Linked DNA regions of Mus musculus: region 2 is linked to region 1. A link is a contact called in public HiChIP or PLAC-seq data. All regions are on one chromosome and are shown on one strand. The core of a region is the stretch at or near the end of the contact, and the rest is flanking DNA. Distances in the headings are between cores, read along the strand shown. Region 1 overlaps Nhsl2 (NHS-like 2). Region 2 holds the start of Rps4x (ribosomal protein S4, X-linked).

What was found. HiChIP or PLAC-seq counts read pairs in DNA pulled down with a chosen protein or histone mark.
Region 2: a contact with region 1 is called in an H3K4me3 HiChIP or PLAC-seq map of pro-B cells, with 2.7 times the contacts expected there. The contact joins the promoter of Rps4x here to the enhancer-like site in region 1. A contact is called at or near these places in 9 of 39 promoter capture datasets (the 3T3-L1 cell line, the C10 cell line, cranial neural crest and 5 more), 9 of 484 Hi-C or Micro-C datasets (the AML12 cell line, the HPC-7 cell line, the N1E-115 cell line and 5 more), 5 of 115 datasets of contacts at active chromatin or transcription factors (astrocytes, embryonic forebrain, embryonic stem cells and 2 more) and 2 of 9 other capture datasets (adipose tissue and liver).

The regions. Positions count from the first base shown.
Region 1 is chrX:102,081,535-102,087,309 of GRCm38.p6, reverse strand. Nhsl2 (NHS-like 2) reads right to left here. Exons shown (of 8, transcript NM_001163610.1): 7 at 5,489-5,621; 8 at 1-4,704. The coding sequence ends at 4,383. Among named protein-coding and RNA genes, the nearest start is that of Rtl5, 13 kb to the right of the region's middle. Within about 2 kb of position 3,054, at least 1 of the 459 cell types and tissues checked has an H3K27ac peak or open chromatin away from gene starts, as enhancers often do. A contact at or near this core is called in pro-B cells, where this site is marked.
Region 2 is chrX:102,187,719-102,193,299 of GRCm38.p6, reverse strand. It overlaps Rps4x (ribosomal protein S4, X-linked), which reads left to right and starts at 3,909. Exons shown (of 7, transcript NM_009094.2): 1 at 3,909-4,002; 2 at 4,929-5,006; 3 at 5,298-5,478. The coding sequence starts at 4,000.

The DNA of each region.
Region 1 (5,775 bases), core at 1,805-4,304:
AATAACCACCACTGATATTGGACGACTGACATCAGTAAGAAACGGATTCGACAGAGTCACCTTGCACAAACAGGACACACTTCACAAACTCCTTAAATCTTTTGTGTCTTTTACCTAAACGGCAAGTAATATTAATCCCATTTCCACAAACATGTTAATGTACAATATGAATGATTGGTACAGGCCTTCTCAGAGGCTTTTAAGTAGCTTTATCTCAGAGTCCCTTGTAGGAAAACAGCACAGGGCTATTAGCTAGACAATTGACCATCAGCTACTAACTACAATGATTCCAGGAGAAAACGGTGTTTTCTCTGCTCTGGAAGCAGCCGTCAGGGAGTGTGGTCTTTCCATGGTGAAAAGAACTTGTACAAGTAGTTGATGCCTAACATTCTGCAAGAACTTCATTCCTTTGGCTTAAGGCTGTTCCCCTGTTCAAATGCAAGCAGCCCTCAGAAAAGGTAGCATTAAGCCTCCCGGTCTCAAAGCAAACGAATCCATCCCTTTCCTGAGAGCATGTTTTCTTCTTAGGAGGAGAACAAAGTAGGAGGCACTGAGGAGAATCGGTGCTGGGCCACAAGGACTACAAGGGAGAATGAAGCAGAAAGAACAGACAGAAGGTCACAGGGGCAGACCCCCAACTGACTGTTGAAGGGCTCAGGCCATAGTGTTCCTCCTGACCGGGGTGCTCATTTGCCAGCTGGAGCAGGCCATTTAGACATGCTTGTGATAATACTTAAGATTCTCTAATGCTTAGGCATACAAAGGCTTCTGGCAACAAATGGAGAAACAGCAAAGAAACATTTGGTGCAGAACCTGCCCCCCAAATCACAACTACACTCAGGAAGAGTAACCGATACAACTTTACAGAGTGCAAATCGCAGGGCCAAGGCAAGGGTAAGGCACTGGCGGGGGCCTTGAGAGTGGGCGTCTCCCCAATCGCCTCACCCTAGTCCTGGCCCTGGCAAATCATAGCAAAGGAAAAGCTCACCATTGTGCCACAGACTTGGCTAACATAGAGGGCGGAGCAGTGAGCAACAGAGCACTGAGTGATTGATAGATAACTAGTCTTTTTTTTTTTTTTTCCTGACTGGTTCAAAGGTGAGGAGGAGGGGGGTGGACAGGTGCATGGGTAGATCTGCTCAGAGTGACAAGGTACGGAGACAACTGGATCTGGGTTGTCTAGATAAAGTAGATGTCAGGCAGAATGCTTGTTGGCAGAACCTTAACCTTGGGGTCATGAAGCTAACAGGAATGGATTGGCTGCCCATGGCCTTGACTCCTTTGTGGCTGAGCTGTTGGTACCAGTGCAGTTCACGGGTGTTAGGACTGGAGGACAAGTTGGAGGCCCATGCAGGCCAGGAGTACAGGCAAAGGGGAGGAGCCACAAGCAAAGTCAGCCTTTGTACTAAGACTAGCCTGCTCTCCACCACTCACATTTGAACCACAAATCAATACCCACCAAGTACAAAGCATTAATTGCATCTTGGGGTGGGGATGGGGGGGGGCGTCTTGCCAACCTTTGTCTATATTCACTCTAACAGAGCCACCTACCACTAAAGATTGAAGCTGGAGGGAAACAGGGGAATACAAATAGCTTGAAGCAGAGGCTGACTACCTGGGGCCAATTTGAGTTCCCTCCAACTTACTGTCTATTCTACCTATAGAGATCACTCTGGAAGCAACTTCCCAGAGAACCTCCCTGAAAAGAGTTTCTCCTCAACTTTCCCCCATCCTCACCGGCAGCATACATTGTACCCAGGGAAGAGAGTTGAATAAGAGAAGGTTAAGTATTAGAAAGATGCTTGGTGGTGTGCTGATCAATGAGTGGTAAATCTTTTCCCCAATAGTCTGGTTTCTTTAGGACTAGGTCCACTCCTGCAAACACTGAATGGACATTCCCAGGCCTAAGTCTTTTCTCTGACTGTGAAGTCTCTGCCCCAAATCCTTTTGTGCTAATGGGTTTCTGAGGGTCATAGTGATGCAGAAATGTTCTAAACATCCCGGGCCCACAGAGTTTTGCAGAGGAAAACAAGGGTTCAGGCAACTGAAACCACCTCAAGCGGTCTAAGCGTTCAGTTTTACAATCTTTTGGGGGGGGGAACACCTCCAGAGGTAGCAAGGTGAGGGGAGAGGCAAAACCCATGAGAAGGAACAAACAAGACACTTGCAAAGAAAAAAAATCAGCAAAAGTAGCAAGCCCTATACAGAGTCCCATATGCTCACACGTTCAACCACTCACGATGCTTCTGAAGGGCAGAGCCAGGGAGCCTTTTGCTTCTCTTAGACACAAGCATGGGCATCCGCTCCTTCATTTCCCTACAGAGGCAAATGCCTCTGTCTTTTGGAGTTCTGAGTTCAGGTCAGCTGTGATACTTCTATATAAACTAAGGCCAAGACTGAAGTCCAGATCTCACTATGTAGCCTCAGCAGCCTGGAGCTAGCTATGTAGATCAGGCTGGCCTCAACCTCACAGAGATCTGCCTGGCTCCATCTTCCAGGTGCTGGGATCAAAACTGCATCACACATTCCTGCCTGACTCTTGTTTCAATTCAGTCAAAACTTAGGAAACTTGGTTAAGATCTTCATGTCAAATGTTTTAAACACTTCCAAAACAACTATAGTTTCTCAGAACTGTCTTATTATTTAAGAGACCATTTTCCCCTTAAGTCTGAGAGAAGTGCTAGAAGACAGTTGGTGAGCTTGACCTATTTTCATTTGTCTAGAATTCAGAATTAGACCAACCCAACCAAGGATTTCAGCCTAAGGCTTCCATGCCAGGGGCTCGAGTCTTCTCAGCACTCAGTGGAGTTTTATTTCAGTTTCAGCCATGTTGCCTTGCTGGAGTGTGGGCAGTTGAGCTAAGAGCTTGCTTCTCATTGATAAGGATTGTCAAAATGGAGATCTGTTTGTTTCTGGCCTCTTGCTGCATCCTCCAGGAGAGTGAGCAAGGAATCTGGAAGGGCAGAAGTGCCGTGGGCAGGGGTACAGGAGGAAGGGTGCAGGGAACCGTTTTTTGTTGTTTGTTTGCTTTTGCAAAGCACGATACAAGTTCATTTCCTTTTGGCCCCCTTGGGACCAGAAGACCGAGAGCTTTCCAACACAGGCAAGCACGGTTTCTCTGCTCAGTGTTTTGCCCATCTTATCCCTAGCCCCCCAGAAAGCAGGTATATGGAAATCAGGAGCTCTTGCTTTGCTTACAAAACTGAGTTGACAAGAATGGCCAGTGCCTGATGACTTTGGAAAAGAAGGGGTCATTGTGGTTGTTCTGGAAGTCTTTCCACATCTGCTGTCTTCCACCACAGCTAACTGAAAGTTGGCCAAATAGCAGTACCTAGATGGCAAAAAGTAGCCCTTGTATCCTGGGCCATAGCATGGCTGCCTTTTTGATTTTGAGTGGATCTTTTTTTTAGTATACAGGTTCTGGACTTTCGAAAGAGTCAGACTTCCTTTAAACAAAATCGAAGCAACCACAAAATAGCACAATCTGAATCGAATGGTATCGGGACAAGATACCATTCTTTCCACTCCTGGAGCCTTCCATGATGCCGGTCCTTTACCTAAGTACTTCCTGTAAAATGAATGTTACATGCAAGTGAAATGAGCGTTCTTGGAGTATACAGCATGAGCTGGGCACAGATCCTGGCTACCTATGTTGACAGACACTCGAGAGACCTCAAGGCGTGCATGCGAGTTACCTTGGCTGAGCTTGGTTCATTAGCTAATGGGGGGGGGTCCTAGAAGTTTATTAAAACTCATCACCCTGATCTCCGCATAGACAATCAAACTGAAAAAGGCATGAAGTTTTGGAAGAGTCACAGTCATAGTTTGCACCACAAAAGCCATCCAATCAACCCCATGCCGTAATTAGTGCACGCCTACAGAACTCTCTCTGGAGGAAAGTCACACTGTGGTTGAGGAGGCCTTGGTGTCTTTCTGTGTCTTCACAAAGGGCCATCAAGGCCTCTTCAAGGAAGTAGATAATCAACAGTGGGAACTGGTACCCTCTGTCCCCAGGCCTGATTTAGAAGGTCCCAATCTGTTCTCCGTACTGTGTCCCTCAGTGACAGGAGCCAATGGACAAAGACAATAGGACGTTGAAAAGGTGGCTCTCCAATCTGAGGCTCTCTTAGTGCACAGGGCTAGAGACAAGAAGTAGGACTCCGATGTTCAGTCATGGCAAGGATGGAATAATGGAAATGTGGAAGGTCTGAAGCCTATCTGAGTGCCAGGTGAGCTCCATTGTTGTGTTGTCCTCTCTGCTGTTCAGAGTGTGAGTTAACATCAAAGACATCGATTCTTTTGTCATTCCTGTGGTTGGTTCCTTTCTAAAGCTCTCTCTCTTTCTCCTTCTCTACTCAGGCCTAGGAAGTTAGAAGCAGGGCTTAGGTACTGGGGTTGTCAGTGGGTTCGTAGTCTTTTGAGAACTGTGCAATAATCCTTCGAGCCAGAGGGTTAGTGGTCTTCAGCAGCTCGGCCGCTGAGGGGCGGGTCCTGGGAGTTGCCTTACTTCCCTTCTTCTGGAGCAAGGCCTTGAAATCATCATTTCTACCAGCATCTAGGCAGGCACTGCTACTTGGCCCTGGGGCAGCAGCAGCCTCACCGGTGGGAGAATCAGCTGTATTCTTCACTGGTGAATGGGAGCTGGGTTTGCTTCCCGTGAAGCCCTCCCCAGTCTCTTTCCAGCCCAGTAGCTTTCTTTTGGACCTAAAGGAGAGAAAGACTCGTCTGAGAGAGTTCAGAGAATTCGGGGAGCAGAAAGCCAGCAAAGCTTTGAAAAATTGCCAGCAAGGGATGTGCTAAATAGTATGCATATGACAGCCTTGTGATGATCGGCTATTTCTCACCTCTTAGCTCCCAGGTCCCTTTCAGGGCCCTGTGTTCTCCACATGCTTTTCAATGCTCACAACTGCAATCTTTTGCCCTATGCTACAGGTTCAGTCCTTATTAGTTTTGAGATCAAGGACAGACTTAAAAGAGGTAAGGCCAGTCGCTCAGTGAATGAATTAAGGCAGCCAGAGGGTTTTGAAACTGGTTTGAAAACTGGTGTGCCACACCAGTAACTGGGCTCACGAACCCCTGTGTCATGCCCCTGTGCCCACCCCTGATCCCTCTCTGCCTACGTCCCTGCTCTCATATTCAGCCCAGGGCTCCATGTCACCCTGAGATAGAATTCTGTGGTACAAGGAATTCTGTGAAGGGTTAAACATCTCTGACTGCAGACAGAGCTGTGAGGGAGCAGATGGAGACACAATAGGCCAAGCAGTTGCTAGGAGACGAGGGGCCTCTCTCAGCACCTGGTCCTCCCCTCCTCCCCTTCACTCAAAGACATCAGTGAATTTGAGATGTGAGGCCCCAGACTGCTCACAAATGTAGGTACCTGGACTTAATGTTCACTTGCAATTCTAATGGCTGCTCAGAGGCAGCAGTTTTTCTTTAAGTAGAGAAGGGGAAAGCAATTACAATTACAATGAAGGAAAATGATCCTGACCTGTGTATCACAGTAAATAAATCTTCAGTTGTGCGGGAAGCCACAAACACGTCATCCTCCTCCTCTGCAATCCATTCGGCTGTTTTATCACTGATTAAACTTTTCTCTTCAGCACTCGGTTCCACTGACCTCCCTAGGCATAAGAACCAAAAGGAATGACTTTGACCATGATAGCCAGGACAAAGCACATACAATTTCATTATTTCCCTTGATGTTCAAAGCAACTCTGGATGGACAGCAGGACAGAGGCTTTGATGGCTCCATTTGTCGAGGAGGAACATGGAGAT
Region 2 (5,581 bases), core at 2,660-5,159, 110 kb before region 1:
AGGACCCAAAGGGCCTGGGCAGCTCCCAGAACCCCAGAAAGCAGGGCTGTAGGCATCTCTAAAGCTGAGGAGTGGGATTAGGTGGTACCATGAAGAGGACTGGACTGTTCAGAGCAGTTCCAAGCTGAGAAATCATGGGGTCCACAGACAGTCTTGAAAGAGCCAGCCTCTGCGGATGGCGGTGGTGACGCATGACTTTAATCCCGGCACTTGGGAGGCAGAGGAAGGTGGAGCTCAGGGAGTTCGAGGCCAGCCTGACCTACAGAGTGAGTTCCAGGACAGCCAGGGCTACACGGAGAAACCCTGCCTTCAAAAACCAAAGGAAAGAAAGAAAAAAGAAAGAGTCAACCTCAAAAGTGTGGATCTTTCAGGCTGAAATGGGACAACAGCATGCACCTTGCGCGCGCGCGCGCGCGCGCACATACACACACACACACACACACACACACACACATACACACACACACACATACACACACACACACACAGAGCTCCCAGGGTAATGGAACCTGGTGGAAAGGGGAGGGAGATTTAGGAGCCAGACGATGGAAAGGAGTGCTGTCCTCTAGGTACGACTTGGCCAGTGTCCTCTTGAATTCAGCAGCTGTAATTTTCTGCATAAGACCTGTGAAAGATCCAGTCATTAACATTCCAACATGGAATGGGGGAGGGGCTCATGAGGCCTCATCCTTCATTAGAGAATTAATGGCTTCGGAAGAGTCATTTTTCTTCAGGGATATAGTCACTGTTAAGTTACCCATGGTCCAGGAAACAAACCCACACCCACGCACATGCAAGTCAAATTTAAGTTCAAACAAACGAACTTAGTTGTTTGGGTTTTGTGGAGGGTTTTGTTTTGCTTTTGAGATGGAGGTTTCACTTTGTTGCCCTGTGTCACTACACTCAGTTACTTCAGTGAGTTATTTTAAGAAAGAAAGAGGAGCGTGGTGGAGCATGGTCTTGACTCTAGCACTCCAGAGGCAGATGCAAACAGATGCTGTGCATTCTGGTGAGTTCCAGGACAGTTGGGGCTATAGAGTGAGACTGCGTCTAAAAAACGATACAGAAACAAAAACAAAAAATACAAGTATGAAGAGGGCATATTGGGAAGAAGGGCCCCAGAGGGAGCATGAAGCAGGTGGCAAAGGGGGAATGGGCGTGTGTGAATACAACCAAAATACATTATACACTTGTGTGTGTGCATACACACACACACACAACTGTGGGAGAATCAAGATGATATTATTTCTTTTTAAGTATATAAAGGAGCTAGAGAGATGTCTCAGCTGTTAAGAGCACTTGTTCTTGGAGAGGACCTGAGTTGAACTCCCAGCATCTACCTGGCAGCTCACACTATGCATGACTCTAGTTCCAGGGGATCCAAGGTTCTCTTCTGACCTCTGGGAACAGCAGACATGCAAGTGGTGCACAGACTACATGACACCAAACAGTCATAAACAAGAATAAGATAAATAAGACTAGAAAATAAATTAATTGTATTAAAAGCTAATCACAAAGAAGTAAAGACTAGTGGCTAACAGCACCTGGGGAGGATGGAAAGGATGGTGAACAGATACACAGTAGGGTAGTGATGGTTGAAACGATTTGGTTGGATGCTTCAAAAGAAGTAGTAGAGAGGATACTGAATGCTTCCAACACAAAGAATTTATAAAGTTCTGAGGTGAAGATGTGGCAACTGCTCTGAGCTGATTATTATACATTATATACATGCATAAACATGCAATACTGTGCCCCATAAATCTGTACACTTGGTATATATCAATTAAAATAAAACTAGGGCCGGGCAGTGGTGGCACACGCCTTTAATCCCAGCACTTGGGAGGTAGAGGCAGGTGGATCTCTGAGTTCGAGGCCAGCCTGGTCTACAGAGTGAGTTCCAGGACAGCCAGGGCTACACAGAGAAACCCTGTCTCGAAAAACAAACAAACAAACAAACAAACAAATAAGGGGCAGGAGAGATGACTCAGTGGTTAAGAGCACTGACTGCTCTTCCAAAGGTCCTGAGTTCAAATCCCAGCAACCACATGGTGGCTCACAACCATCCATAATGAGATCTGATGCCCTCTCTTCTTGTGTGTCTGAAGACAGTGATAGTGTACTCACATATAATAATAAATAAATCTTTAAAAAAGAAGAGGAAGAAAAGAAATAAAACTATAGGCTGGCCATAGTGGCACATGCCTATCATCCCAGACCCTGGGACAGGAGACTGAGGTGCATATTTTACATATGAAAGCAGACCTGGCCTCCAGATTCTCCCCGCATCCCTCAATCCCTAGCTGGCAGACCCTGCCCCCAAGCCTGAACTTCCCAGCCCAGGAGGTGAGCTGCCTTTTCCCCAGAAGCTCCCTATATAATCCAGATATTTTCCTCTCTCTCTCTCCCCTCTCTCCTCTCTCTCTCCCCCTCCCTCCCTCTCTCTCCTCTCTTCCTCCTCTCCCCCTCTCTTTTCCCTTCCCTCTTCCCACTCTCCTGTCTCTTCCCCCTCCCCCTCTGTTTCCCCTGCCCTCTGTTTTCCCCTCCCCCTCTCTCTCCTCCCCTCTTTCTTCCCTCTCCCCTCTCTTCCCCCTCCCCCCATCTCTTCCTTCCCATTGTGACTCCCCTAGCCTCAGTCCTTGGGGCCAGTGAACTTGCCCGAGAGCACCTTTCCAATAAACCTGCATTTAATATAATCTAATTCTGCTTGATTTGTCTCATTTCACCTACAGTGGCGAAGTAACGTATCACCCAGCACTTGGGAAGATGAGGCAGATGACCTCTCTCAAGCTGCAGGTCAGCCTAGCCTGTCTAGAAGAGCCTGTCTCAAAAGTTAAAAATAAAGATATAGTCTGCTTGCTTGTACTATATAGACTGTGGGGGTGCATGCCTGTAACTCAACTCTCAGCAGAAAAATGATGAGTCTGAGACTACCCTGGCTTACATAATGAGGCTCTGTCTCAAGATGTATATTTCAGTTTGAGGCCAGCCTGGTATACAGAGTGAGTTCCAGGACAGCCAACGCTGCACAGAGAAATCCTGTCTCGAACCCCCCCCCCAAAATGTATATTTCATTTGCATATATATATATATATATATGAAAAAGTGACTCATTCCCTAGCAGCCACTAATGATAACAAATAAATGATAACAACTGCACACACACATATGAGAGAGAGGGGAGGGACAGGAGAAAGAGGAAAGGTGAGGCTGAAAAATACCCCTTTCATAATAGTTTGAAGGGACTGGATCTTTGGGTTTATGATGGGCAGACTTCATCGACCTGTGGGAGGCCACAGATAACTAAGAGAGCAGAAAATGGTGAATGAAGGGCAGCCAGTGCCACCACTCTAACACAGCAGCTTCAAAAGTAGAACAGCTAGGTCTACATACTGGCTAGGCAAAACCAGATACTCTCTAATGTTCCCTCTCTTCCACTTACAGTACAATAAATGTCAAATGTGTTCTACAGGAGTGGATGCGCAGGATGCCAGGTTCAAGCAGAGAGCCTACCATCTCACCCTGGATGGCTCAGTGCCTCAGCAATCTTTACAAAAGCAAAGAGAAACATGCCGTTGGCCAAACCTTTCGCTTAGCATGGGGCTGGCTGATTGGACTGGTAACTCTGGAAGATTAGAGAAACTTTGTATAAGAAAAGTATCGAGTATTAAAATGTATCTTTTTATCACTCAGCCATCTAACAGAACTCTCCTTGCGGGCAGTTATCTGGTGCGATTGGTCTGGGTATCCCCAGCACTCATCACTCGGCACAAAGAAGAGAAAGGACTGAGGAAAAACAGTTTTTGGGAGATTCTCTCAGCCTCAGTTTCCCAGCCTGGGACCTCTGACCTCCCACCAGCAGATGGCAAGAGAGAGTCCCCGCCCGCTGGGAAAGTCTGAGGCTGGGCGGAGCAACCCAGGCTCCAGCGCGCGCGCAGCCTCCGACCCTAATTTCTTCGTTCGCCGGAAGAAGGCGAGTCTCTTTCCGTTCCTAGCGCAGCCATGGTAAGGCAGGGGTACAGCGAGCTCTTGGGTTGCATCGGCTTCCATCCTCCCTGACCGATGCTGCCCGGGTTATCAGGGCTCCCGCGGTCGACTACAGGGTGGAGGCGAAAGCAGCTCTGCTGCAGGCTGGCAGAGATGGGCTTGGCGGCAAGGGAGAATACTGGTCTGAGCTAGGATGGGAAGTCTGCCGCAGAGGGCAAGCAAGGCCTTGGGCTTAATCACACATCCCCTTGCCCAGGGAGAAATGCTTTTCCACTTGGGGAAGAACTTCGAGGGCCCGGGAGTGCAGATTGAAGCTTTGGGCATGTGGGCGCAGGGTCTGCTTGAAGGATTAGCTCTTACTTGTGCATTTGTCTATCTTTTGGCACGGACTTACTTTATATGTTGTGTAGCTGGTAAGTGTACGAAGCATTACAAAAAGCTTCCTTCCGCTTTCGAATGTGAAACTTCGACTCTTTAGTATACAAAGGAGCAGTACACGTGGTAGTGCCAGTGCCGGAGTTAGAGTTTATCTTTGTACCAGAAACCTTCGATCCAGATGGCTGTGTTCTAATACTATACTTTTCGATTGACAATTGAGATACGGTCCTGGGCCATTTTCTGTCCCTATCTGCCTGTGCGTCTAGGGTTGAATCACTGGGTAATTCGCAAGTGTGCTATGAAAGGCTAATTTTTGTGAGCAGGCATAATGGAGACATCTGGCATAACTGTAAAAAATGGGAATCGCTAAGGTGCGAATACTGGGTTTGGCCTATTGATGCTTATCTGTCTTTTCTACGTTTTACTGGGACCCGGCGCTTTCAATATTGCCCACATTTTGTTAATTGGGAAAGTTCGAAAGTCAGTTCATTGAAGGATTTACGCCGTAGGCTTTGCTGGAAAGACCTGAAACAATGTAACAACGTTACTTTGAAAACTTCTTCCAGGCTCGTGGTCCCAAGAAACACCTGAAGCGTGTAGCTGCTCCAAAACATTGGATGCTGGATAAGTTGACTGGCGTGTTTGTAAGTATTGTGGTGTGAAAGGTAGACATACCTTTAACAAGCATATTTGTGGAGTTGAATGTAGAGAATCTTTGGCTGTCTTAAAGACCTGTGTCCTACCTCAATTTTGATACATCTGTTTCATCTACTCCATGTATTCCATAGTACACTGATGGTGGATACATAGACTCAGGTCTCAAAGTAGCAGGCCTCATTCTTTGGAGGAGAAAATGTTGAGGAATCTTCTAGCGACCCCCCCCCCATGTAAAATAACCCAAGTTTTGGTGTAGTAATTTTCCTAAAACTTTCCAGGCTCCTCGTCCATCCACTGGTCCTCACAAGCTGAGGGAATGCCTGCCTCTCATCATTTTCCTAAGGAACAGACTTAAGTATGCCCTGACTGGAGATGAAGTAAAAAAGATTTGCATGCAGCGATTCATTAAGATTGATGGGAAAGTCAGGACCGATATAACCTACCCTGCTGGGTTTATGGGTGAGTAATCAGGATCGGTAGTGGCCACAGGCCCTTAACTCCCAATAGTGGCAGGTGACTGGGAAAGTGCCAGGCTTTCCTGGTCTTCGTCTTCACCCCTACC